4 separate regions of the Mus musculus genome follow, and all the other regions are linked to region 4. The links are chromatin contacts, called in public Hi-C and targeted proximity ligation maps. All regions are on one chromosome and are shown on one strand. The core of a region is the stretch at or near the end of the contact, and the rest is flanking DNA. Distances in the headings are between cores, read along the strand shown. Region 1 holds the start of Prkg1 (protein kinase, cGMP-dependent, type I). Region 2 overlaps Prkg1 (protein kinase, cGMP-dependent, type I). Region 3 overlaps Prkg1 (protein kinase, cGMP-dependent, type I). Region 4 overlaps Prkg1 (protein kinase, cGMP-dependent, type I).

The links. A called contact is a pair of places that touch in the nucleus more often than the background predicts.
Region 1: a targeted proximity ligation map of craniofacial prominence shows a contact between it and region 4, with 9 times the contacts expected there. A contact is called at or near these places in 2 of 39 promoter capture datasets (the 3T3-L1 cell line and hippocampal neurons), 44 of 484 Hi-C or Micro-C datasets (the 3T3-L1 cell line, 3T3-L1-derived adipocytes, B cells and 28 more), 15 of 130 datasets of targeted methods (the NIH/3T3 cell line, PVALB interneurons, astrocytes and 12 more) and 2 of 9 other capture datasets (embryonic stem cells and macrophages).
Region 2: a Hi-C map of cortical neurons shows a contact between it and region 4.
Region 3: a Hi-C map of the N1E-115 cell line shows a contact between it and region 4, with 5 times the contacts expected there. A contact is called at or near these places in 5 of 484 Hi-C or Micro-C datasets (the G1E-ER4 cell line, the N1E-115 cell line, embryonic stem cells and 1 more).

The regions. Positions count from the first base shown.
Region 1 is chr19:31,663,028-31,666,067 of GRCm38.p6, forward strand. It overlaps Prkg1 (protein kinase, cGMP-dependent, type I), which reads right to left and starts at 1,343. Exons shown (of 18, transcript NM_011160.3): 1 at 944-1,343. The coding sequence starts at 1,254.
Region 2 is chr19:31,382,785-31,385,484 of GRCm38.p6, forward strand. The region is part of intron 2 of Prkg1 (protein kinase, cGMP-dependent, type I); the gene reads right to left. Among named protein-coding and RNA genes, the nearest start is that of 8430431K14Rik, 170 kb to the left of the region's middle.
Region 3 is chr19:31,422,226-31,425,099 of GRCm38.p6, forward strand. All of the region lies in intron 2 of Prkg1 (protein kinase, cGMP-dependent, type I), which reads right to left. Among named protein-coding and RNA genes, the nearest start is that of 8430431K14Rik, 210 kb to the left of the region's middle.
Region 4 is chr19:30,842,132-30,844,902 of GRCm38.p6, forward strand. All of the region lies in intron 5 of Prkg1 (protein kinase, cGMP-dependent, type I), which reads right to left. Among named protein-coding and RNA genes, the nearest start is that of Cstf2t, 240 kb to the right of the region's middle.

The DNA of each region.
Region 1 (3,040 bases), core at 93-2,592, 820 kb after region 4:
GGCTCGAGTGTTGTGTAACAAGTTTCATTCAGGGTCCCCATCCAAGTTATGAATCCTACTGACACTAAAACTACACTGCTCTCTAACACACAAGAACTGCTAGCAGCACAGTGGCTTGAGACCTGAATGTGAGACACAGCTTGGTCCCCACTGGAAATAGCATGTGCTTGACTACACTGTCCCTGAAAACACATTAACCCTCTGGGGGGAAATGAAAGTGTTCATTGGGAACCATGTGAAAATTCTTTTAGGAAAAACAAGTAATATTCTCTCTTGGATATTATGAAAACATTGTTTTTTAAAAAAAAAATCAACAGACTAGGTTTCCATTTATGGATTGTAAATGTCATCCAACTCAGGAAAATTTTAAAAATTCTTCTGTTTTATATGTATATTTTCTTATTCTTTTACACTTTGATGGTGACAGAACCTCAGGTTTGAACGGTACCAGCATGAAGCGCCGGCGGCATGTAGAAAAATCCAGGAGAGCCACAAGAGCTTGGAAAGTCAGGGTAATATCAACGCATTTCATTTCAGTCTGATGAGCCTGCAGTTAGGATTTTCCGGCTGGCCAGGTTGGCTGGGGCTTTGGGGAAGAAGGGGATTCTGGTTCCTCCGTTCAACAGCCACTCACACACACGGTCAGACACACACCTGGGGCGCGTCCAAACTATGTACAGTAGGTGGCATATATGAACGTATATGTATGTATATTTTAAAAATACCTTGGCATCTGACAAAGACACGAAGGCAACGGATGTGCAGGGAGTCTGGCCCTGAGAAACGTGCACAGCCCCTCAAGAAGTGCCGTGAAAATGAGACATTTCTGAGGATGAGGACAGACATGGCAAGCGGGAGGGGCAGGGGCCGACAGACAATACAGAGACCCGCAGCTTCCCACCGCCTGGGCGCCACATGGACCCGGGCGCGTAACCCTGCTTACTGTGGGCTCTTGGGGTAGAAGGGCAGGGTCACGTGGCTGAGATCCTGGATGTCGAAGGCGGTGGGCTCCGCGGAGATCGCCTGGCGCTTGGTGCGCGGTTCACCCTGCAAGGTGCTGGCGCTCTGCTTCTGCGCCTGCTGGGTGGCCGGCCGGATCACCGAGCGATACTTGTCCAGTTCGTTCTGCAGCTTCTGGATCAGTTCGTCCTTCTGATCCAACTCCAGCTCCAGCTCATCGATGAGAGCATCCCGCTGCCTCAGCTCCTCGATCTTCTCCTGGAGCGCATACTGTAAATCCCGCAGGGTGCCCATGCTCCTCCGGGCTGCCGGGGGCTCCTGCCTGCCGCTGCTCCGCGTCTTGGGGCTTCCTCCCCTCTCGGATCAACTTTCCCTAAAGTCGCCGCTGCCTCGCGAGTGCAAAAGCTTCCCTCGACTTGAGACCAAAGCCAAGCCTGGCTTCTGAGCATGCCCAGTCCGCCGCTCCAGCCACAGAGAGTTTCAGTGTGCAGATTCCACTTCTCCGGGTTTAGGGATGAGCAAAACAGGTCCAGCCCAGGATGAACCTGAAAGGCGGTGGGAGCCGCGGCGCTTTGGGGAGCAAAGCCCGGAGGCGCAGTGACCCACGGGCGGGAGGAGGGAGACTGGGCTCGGAGGCGGTGGCTGCTCGGCTCGGGTCACCAACGCCGGGTGCCAAAGGAAGCCAGCGATGTGTGTGGGGAGCCTGATAAAGCTCGGGGGCGCTGGGGCTGTGCGGGCGGAGCGAGGCTGGAGCGCTACTTCGGAGGTGGAGAGGTGGGAGGGAGAGGACCAGGAGCAAACTGGAGGCGTCAGCGGGCTCCGGGCTACAGAATGTGGGGCTAGGTTCCTGGCGACCAAGGGAGACAGAGCAGACTGTGCGTGCTAACAGCTTTGACTTCTGGAGGGATTGTGACCGCAGCCTCACAGAGGAAAACAGTGTGGCTGAGCGCTTGCGTCCTCCACAGCACCTTTCCCACGGGGAGCGCCTCACACAGGTGTCTAGGGTTTGCAAAGAAACTTGCCTCTCCAAAGGTGAGAGCTTACAGTGCCTGGGAGGGATTTCCACGGGCGTCCAGGTGCCTTTGAGGAAGGTTAGGATGGGTATCTGACCTCCGCCCCCAAGCCTTTCCACACTCCTAATTTTCCCTATTCTTGCCTGCCAAACTTAGATCAATGAATTCGTCTAGGGGCAAAAGCCAAAACCCCAAAGGATTTTGGGCCGGAGCAGGCCTCTCAGCAGCTCCCTGGTCCCTCCCATTTGTGCTAGTATCAATTGCGGAATGGTTCCCTAGAGGCCTGGCTTCTTCCATTTGCTGGATTTGGTGAAGTGGGTGGGGGCTTAAAAAACACAGCGGAGTTCCAAAACATTCTTTCAGAAAGGGAACCATACCTTTTCAACGTTACTTTCCTAACAGCCCAGGAGTTAATGAGAAAATTTTGCCAACTTTGGGGAAGAGGTAAGATCAACAAAGGATGGGAAAACTACAGGAGCTGTAATTGCACTGTCCCACCCACTACACTAGCTCTCAACCCAACCACTTCACCAGCCAGAACCAACTGCTCAGTGTGGGCTAAACTGCTAGCAAGAAGGCGGCATTCTTTCAGTCCAAGAATTGGTCTCTCATCTTGGGAACACTTATTTAGAATACCCAAAATATTTACCTAATGCTTACATAAGTGCCTAATAGTTAACTAAACCTTCACCAGCTTGTCCAAACTTATAGCTTAAAAAGAAAGAAAGAAAGAAAGGGAACCTTTAAACTTGCTATTCTTTCACACTCCGTGTTATAATTCTCATATTCTATCTACCCACCCTTTAACACTTAAACGAAACAGATAGAAAATTCATTAAAACTAAGTTGCAATACAAAACTTCTGCCTGAAATCTCAAATTAGCCAAGGACACAAATCTCTCTTAAACAACAACAACAACAACAAAAACGTTGCCTATTTATTTCCTCAAATGGCCAACATTTTCTATCTGAGCTAAGAAAGCTGGAAAGAGAAAGCCTACTAGCCACTAGCACATTAACAAAACTTCTTCCACAAAGACTATGATGTAGTTCTCTCTACAGATGGA
Region 2 (2,700 bases), core at 32-2,531, 540 kb after region 4:
GTAGGGTGTAAATAGCAGGAAGTGAGGCAGACGTGGCACTTGGAGAGTGTGATTCTCTTTAGTAAACCTGGAATTGAGAGCAAGTGCCACGTGGCTCCAGCTAATGGTTGCCACAAACAAAACAACCATGTTTCCTTGTGGCTTTCAATATTTATAATCAGAAGCCATAAATGAAAATTGTAGGTAAGACTTCAAAGATTTTATGTCAAAACTATTAAAATATAAAATTGCGTATTCCCAGTTTAATTGACAAAGTGCTTCGTGTCACAAGCATGAGGACATGAGTCCAATCTCTAGATTCTACATTAAAAAGCTGGGCTGTGCTGCAGAGGCAAAGGCAGGAGGATCTTGGGGGTTCACTGGCCAGTCAATATAGTTAGATAAGTAAGCTTCAGGTTCATTGGGAGACCCTGTCTTTTAAAATACTGGAGGGAGACACCTGACATTGACCTTTGGCAGTGTATACATGTGCTCATATATCTGTCCCCCTCCCAGGATAGCCTATGAAATAAACACACAAAATAATGGGAAAGATTTGGTCCTTAGGAATAGCATTTACCAAGCAAGAATAGAAGAATATCTACACAGAAACATAGGAATAGTACAGTTATTGGTGGACATGGAAGACTTGTGCTTTGAGAGAGGAGTCAAGGCCTTCTACTACTTTTATTGTACTAAATATGATAGTAAGAGCCCTACTTATTGGTAAATGCAGAATAGCAGCGTTATGGAAATATAGAATTACAATTCTCATTTTTGGTATATGACTTGATTCTAAGTAGAGAAAACCCCCAAAGAATCTGTAGAAAGACCACCAGGACAGAGTTACTTAGCAAAGCTTCTAGATACTAGAGTCAGAACTTGGTTTATTTATGTATTAATAACACGCCATAGCATAGAATTTTCAAATACTGTTTGTGAAATCTCAATATGCCTCAAAATAGAATTAAACCTGAGGATGACAGGCAAAAGTGCTTTTCAACAACCTATCAACTTTACCACACTCGAAATAACCAGTTTCTCTCACCCCAGACCATTGCTAATAACTCACAATTCTATTAGGTCTATGACAAGTGGCCACAACAAACATGACATGAAATAATAAGACATGTGCTCAGCTATTCGTTTATTTTCAGTATTTTTAACACTTCAAAAGTATCAAAAACTGGACGGGAAGCAGGTTTTGCCTTTTCTTTCATCCATTTCTTTCTCTGGCAGTGTGTATGGGTTGCCTAGGAAACAGTTACAGCAGGGGACAGAGCTGCTGTGCTGTCTCCCAGAGTTGGGCATAGCTCTCAGTAGTAACATGTCAGCTCTCAGCTCTGGCGGAAGGGCTCTTATGCAGCTCCACTTGGTACCAGAATCATTTACTTCTAGGAACCATTGGCTGCATGCCTTGCTAATAGCTTTTGGCAGGAGGCAAGAAAAGAGTGATAGTGGCAACGAAGAACTAAGAAATAGAAAAAGGTTAGCAAAACTGGCCCTAAGATAAACGGTCAAGAGATCACAGCATAACAACAAGATGTTTACTTAAAACGATCTTAGCTACCAAGGAAGAGAGTACCCAAGGCATTGCTGGCCGGTGGCAATGCCCCTGATACTCACTACAGAGTCTTAGAAAGCCACAGGGAGAAAGAAGAATCATAGCCATCATGTGACAAGAACCATGACGCTGTATATGTTTTCATCGTTTTAAACTTGTTTTGTATTCAGAGATAATATAGAGTATAAAGAAACCAAATTACTTCCTTAAGATTACTTGATTATTCAGCATGAAGATGGGGTTAAATCCAGAACAAAATCCACTGTTCATGACTCATAAAATCAGTTTATGACTCATAAAAGACATAGTTTGAGATACAGGTAGACTAGATGGAGGTAAAGACTACAGCACTCACAAAGAAGGTGAAAATCCTGCAGTCCTGAATTAACAGGTAGGGCTGCAGTCATGGTGTAGGATATAAGAAGTTAAAAGAAAATAGAGGGCAGACCAGCAATGACCCCTAAGGACAAACCAATGAGCTGGTTTTTAGTCTACAAATTTTCATCCCATACGGCAGCCAGAAATATACCAATGTGGGTCATCTGAACTGGTGAACACTTTGGGCACACTATGAGTAGATGTCTAACACTTAATACAGAAACATTCCTGAAAAACAATCACTAATAATTTCATATTAAAACACATTGACATAATATTTTGGATATACTGGATTGTGCCTATCTTTAAAACTAGCTTTACCCAAATAGTTATTTTTAATGATGCTTCTGGAGAGCCAAATTTATATTTATGGTTCATATTTTATTTAAATTGATCACATGAGATGTCATATAAAAGTGCCATGTAAAACGTGAGAAGAAACAGAATACCTGAACTCAACCTCTCTCTGTCTCTGTCTCTTTCTCTTGCTACTCGATATTATTACTGCTTTATTGTATCTAATACTTTAGAAATAGGCACATGGGTCTCTTATTCTGGAAAGAAAGAAAAACAGAGAATAGTTTCACTGAAAACTCTCCCCAAAAATAGTTTAACCAAACTCCAATACAGAAATAAAGATGGATTTATTCACCTGATAGTATTTATATCTTACAAAAAGGGTGGAGGTACCAGAAAGAAGCAAACTAATAATAATGGCTTTGTAAGAAAAACGGTCTTCTAGAGGCTTATCCTTCCAGAAAGAGCAGTCAAGCAGGGAG
Region 3 (2,874 bases), core at 371-2,870, 580 kb after region 4:
TCTTTCCCTTTATATGAATTCCATGAACGGAACTCAAGTCAATAGGCTTTCAGAGATAGAGCCTTGACATGCTGAGCCATCTCCCTAGGCCTAGCTGGCAATTATTAGAGGTAAATCCTGAAATAAAATCAGTTTATCTGATTTAAAAAAATTTTTTTGGTAATAGAATACTTTCAAGGAGCCTTCTAAACTTTTATGTTTTAGTCTCACTTTGTTGAGTAATTCTTTCATAATAAAGGGTTAGTTTTATGGTTAGACATTATCTTCACTGAACAACTGTTTTGATTGAGATAGATAGATAGATAGATAGATAGATAGATAGATAGATAGAGATAGATATATCCATAACACTAATATCTACTGACTAGAGTTTATGTACATTAAATAAGATAATATGTAAAGTACTTCTATCCATTCCTAGTATATAGTATCTTCTTAATGAATAGATAAAATTAACATATAAAATAACAGTAATACCCATTTATTGGGAATGATATAAAGAAAAGTTTATGGCAGTGTGCATGAGTTTTACTGAGTGTGTGTGTGCACATGTGTGTGTGCTTATGCATATGCATATACATGTGTGTGTTTATGCATGTGTGTATACATATGTGTATACACATGTGAGTGCTTAAGCATGTGTGTGTACCAGAAGACAATGTTGACCGTCTTCCTCTGTTGCACTCCATCTTGTTTTTGAGAAAGCCTTCCTCATGGAACATGGAGTTTTCCAGTTCAGCCAGACTAGCTGGCCAGGGAGCTCCAGAGATCCTCCCACCTCGGCCTCCCCAGAACTAGGGTTGCAGGCAGCACTGCCACACCTAGCTAGTTCTGTTTGTTTTCATATAGGCTCTGGGGAGCCAAATTTAGTCTTCACATTGGCATGGCAAACACTTTACCAACCGAACCATCTCCCCAGTGCCCTAGGAGTTTTAAAAAATAAGAAGAAAGTCATTTTTAAGAAAAATCTGTCAAATGTTGCTCAACATTCAAACTAATGCTACCGTGTCTAATATGCTTTCAAGAAATAATACTTGACCTTAGCTTTCAAATAATCTTCTAAGTAAATTAATTTTTTTAACCTTAATAATCCAATTCTATTAATGTTGATGATACAGATCTCAGGAAAATGTTCTTTGAGCATCACCCTCCAGAAAATGCTTAGAAACCGTGTTGTTCATAGGACAGCTGTCTAGTCGTTATTACTGCTCTTTCATCTACCTGTGTTTCTTCTGCTTCTTTTTTTCTTTCCTTTTTTGCTTTCTCAAGGCTCAAAAAAGAACATACTATTGCCTCCATACGTAAGTTCTTGGGGCTTGGAAAAGCTGTGGAATCAATTTCAGGGACTGAGAGCTTTGTTTGATTTTTCATAATCTAGAGACTGGATTCATGTCAAACTGCAGAAAGCAGTTCTCCCAGATTTACACAAGGGCACAAGAGTGACTGACCATGCTTGCTTACGCTGCCTCTCTCGGGATGAGAGATGTGTGTGTGTGTGTGTGTGTGTGTGTGTGTGTGTGTGTGTGTGTACTTTTTCTTTGTCTGCGCTGATTCCAAAGCTCTCATCAGGAACAGAAAGCAGAGCTGTCTGTCACAGGTCTGGACAGTGACAGCAAGGGCCTAGAGAGTCTCTTTTTCCAACTGATTTCATCTGTAAACCAAGAAGCCCTCTACAGAGAACAGGAAGCAGCACTGGGATAGCTGTGACCTATCCACAGGGACACACTCCTCTTAGCTCCTCAACACTTAGAAGGAGGCTAGTCCAACTGAGGCAGTCCAGGAGCAAAACGTGCATTACAGAGGACTCATATAAAAAGATACTGTGATGTAAGAAACTCTATGACTAACATCTGCAGTTGCCCAGAGCTTAGATCACCACATCTATGATTTGATTAGGTTCCCTGGAGCCTGTAATGAGAATCCATTTCACCAACTTTATAGGTGACAATAAGTGTGGATAGTTAGTGCAGGCATCCTTGTTCCAGGTCCTGTGCAAGGCATGTTTCATTCATTATCTTATTTAATCCTCCTCTATAAAAAGTTATGCCATTAACTCCTTTTATAGATGCGCCAACAGAGCCTTGGGTAATTTAAGTAACTTGCTTAAGATTTCAGAGCTGACGCGTGGTTATGGGAAAAGGTCTGTGTTCTTTCCAAGAGCTGATTTCCAAGGCATCAAATTTCACTAAAAGCAAAATACTAAATAAAATGTTTTGTTTGTCTAAACTCCCTCTAAGTCTCTGTGGGCTGGAAGCATGGAGTCTTCCAGAGAGGAAGTGCTTGGAAAGCCGTTGACCTTATCTGCTTTCCAGATAGTGCAGTCCACTTGCAAACAAGACAAAGCAGTTGCCTCTTTTATCAAATGCAATAGCTTGGGTCAGATTGTACCTTCAGGCACATGGAATCCAATTACACCTGATCTACCGTTAAGTCACTTGTGCCAGCAACCGAATCTGTTAGGAAAAAAAAGATTAATTCTTCCCTAGTTAAGGATACGATATTGAGTTATAAAGTACATTTTGACTCATTGCGTTTCTGAACTTCTTGATATTTGCCTGCCAGACAGCACCCTTCTTCCTTCAGTTTGGCAAATGTGCAAGACCCTGGATGGTTGAATGCTTCAATCATTTAAAAGAGGTAGTGGTTAGAGACACAGGTAACAATTTTTTTTTTTTTTTTTTTTTTTTTTTTTTTTTTTTTTTTTGGTGATCAGAAGCCTGGGCTATAAAATCCCAGATGGGTGCTTGAACTCCATCGTAGAGATAAGCTTTTTGTTAAAGTGGATATTGTCTGGTAACCGAGAGTAAGGAATCCAATTTCTGTTCATCAGTTTTATTTGTCTAAAGCAGCGTTAAATCGACAGTGGTCCGGGAA
Region 4 (2,771 bases), core at 15-2,514:
ATAGTAAGAACCACAGTGTCAACTAACCAGATGCCTCAGAGCTACCGGGGACTAAGCTGCCAACCAAGAGTACAGACATGGGTGGGTCCATGGCTCCTGCTTCATATGTAGCAGAAGATTGCCTCATCTGACATCAGTGGGAGGGGAGGCGCTTGGTCCTGTGTAGACTTGATGCCTCAGTGTAGAGGGATGCTAGAGAGTTGAGAGGTCAGTGGGTGAGTGGGTGGAGGAGCACCCTCTTAGAGACAAAGGGGAAGGGAATAGGTGGAGTGTACATAGAAGGGAGACCAAAAAAAGAGGGATAAGATTTTAAATGTAAACAAATGAAATGATTAATGGAAAAAAATCTACCTCAAACACCAACTGCACAGTAAGTGGGAGGTGAGTAAAACTCACAAGTAACAACATTGCCCTATAAAAGCTGGGGAAGTTCAAAAGTGTGAAGGAATCTGCCTTAATTATGATTTTCATAGTAGCATTTTTTTTCAATCAGTAATGAAGGACGTCTTATCAATTTTCCTATTTTACTCCAATGCCTAGTGTATGTATGTTTCTGGTTTAGGTTATACACATGGGCACCACTGAAATGAGAAGTCCTAATATTTGTTAAGCCTGCTAATTTAACTGAAATCTAATTCTTCATGCTGGTCTTGGTAGCACAAGCCTGTAATCACACTGAGAGTGGCCAGAGCAGTATGATGACAAGTATAAGATCAAAGCCTTCCTGAGCTTCAGCAGGAGTGTGTGTGTGTGTGTGTGTGTGTGTGTGTGTGTGTATCTCAAAAAACTTCAATGACTCCTTCAGCCATCTATCATATTGTACTTGGTATTTAACCTTTTCTTCCATGAAAGCTAACCACATGCTTGTTTAGAGGGGTTTACAGTTTATGTCGGCTATTCTCACAAAACTAATTTTTGAAAGTTACATCTTCTGAGCCAGCCCTTTGCTATAGCTGTGTGACTTCACAAAGGCTCTGAGAGATCATGTTACAAAAGACTCTGCACTTCAGCTCACATTTGTATAAGGCAGCAGTCATATGAGACGATTCCACTTGCATTCCAGTAGATGAGAAGAGCCAAGTGCTTAGAATCCCTAAACAATCTCACAGCCCTCCCCCCCACCCCACCCTACCCCCCCCCTTTTTTTGGCAGAGCTATGAACTAGGGAAGTCGGATATCCTGCCTCCTAGATCCTATCTGGGTCTCTACTAAATGACAAAATTGAGCATCTCTGCATAAGGCACATGATTCATCTCCTATTTTAGTCGGATCACAGACAATCTGCTTTCTAACAGCTGCCTGCAAAACTCTAAGGAGATTTAAGAGGATACTGTACCAATGACAGTAGATTGTTTTTGCTTCATTTTACCAATAGGTGGCACCGTAGACAACAGTATAGCCCCAGTAAGTCTGACATAATTTTAAATGTAGGAATATAGACAAAGGCTTTTGTTTTCCTTTTTCTCTTCCTTTCCTTTCCTTTCCTTTCCTTTTTTTTGGGGGGTAGGGATATAAGAGAAAACTATCCCACCATGCCCCCACCTATGTTCGATAGCTATATAACTTATTTATGTAGTCACATTTGATAGCTATAAAGCTGATATGGAGCTCCAAGTATAGACTCATTTCTGCTTTCCCCTTCATATGTCCCTTCCCCAATGACTAGTCTAGTCATTTGACCCCATTGACATCTGTTCAATAAGAACTATTGGAGTAGCTCAGAGGTAATTGTGTTTGCTAGGCACGGTGGCTCACACCTGTGACCCAGCGCTTGTAAGGCTGAGGCGTGAGGATTGTCACAAGTTTGAGGCCAGCTGGGAATACAGTGAGTTCCAGGTCAGCCTTGGCTACCCTGTTTCAAATCAGGCCCAACTCATAGTCCCTCCCCCAGGGAAATAAATGCAATGAGCACACAGGTGTTCCCTAGATCAGGAACCTTATTTAAATAAATCTAGAGGTTCTTGTGAAAAAAAATAAAGAAGAACCCATTAGGTGTTGATTCAGAATAATTCCAGGTTAAAGGTTTTATTTATTTATATAGTCACTTTTACCTATCTTAGAAATAGAGCTATGGGGTTGGGTGATGGCTTAGCAGGCAAAAGCTCTGACCACAACCTGAGTTTAACAACCTGAGTTCAAATCCTGTAACCTATGTGAAAGCCAGATGTCAGGGCGCAAATCTGTAATCCCAGCCTCCTACCTTGAGGTGGGAGGGGGAGACAGGAGATTGCATCAAAAGTCCAAGAGCCAGCGAATCTGAAGCAGGTAACAGCGGAGCAATCTAAACAAAAGATCCTACCTCAGCAAAGTCCAGGGCAAGAACCAACTCTTGAAAGTTGTCTCTGTTTTACATGTGTATACAGGCATGCCCATACATACACATAAGCATGATGGTGGTAATAATAATAATAATAATAATAATAATAAATAATGGCTAATTAAAGCAAGAATCTTCAGTACCAACGCTTGTTAGTCTAACTAGATCGTGTCTAGAAGTTAGCTGATATAACACTAAGGGATTTTAAACTCAAACACAAGAAAACTCACACAAGCATTTATAACCATATGGGAACACTAATATGCATAATCTTATGGTCTTTAATCACCAACAGGTCTGTTTAAGCCTAATATGAGTCACAGATATCACTCCCTGTGCACTGAGACTATAGATAATAAGAACTGACTTTAAAAACCACAAAATTCCCTTCACTCCCAGCTTTCATGGTCTTAGGTAGTGGTGCCCCCGGAGGGTCTGAAGACAGGGATGCTGG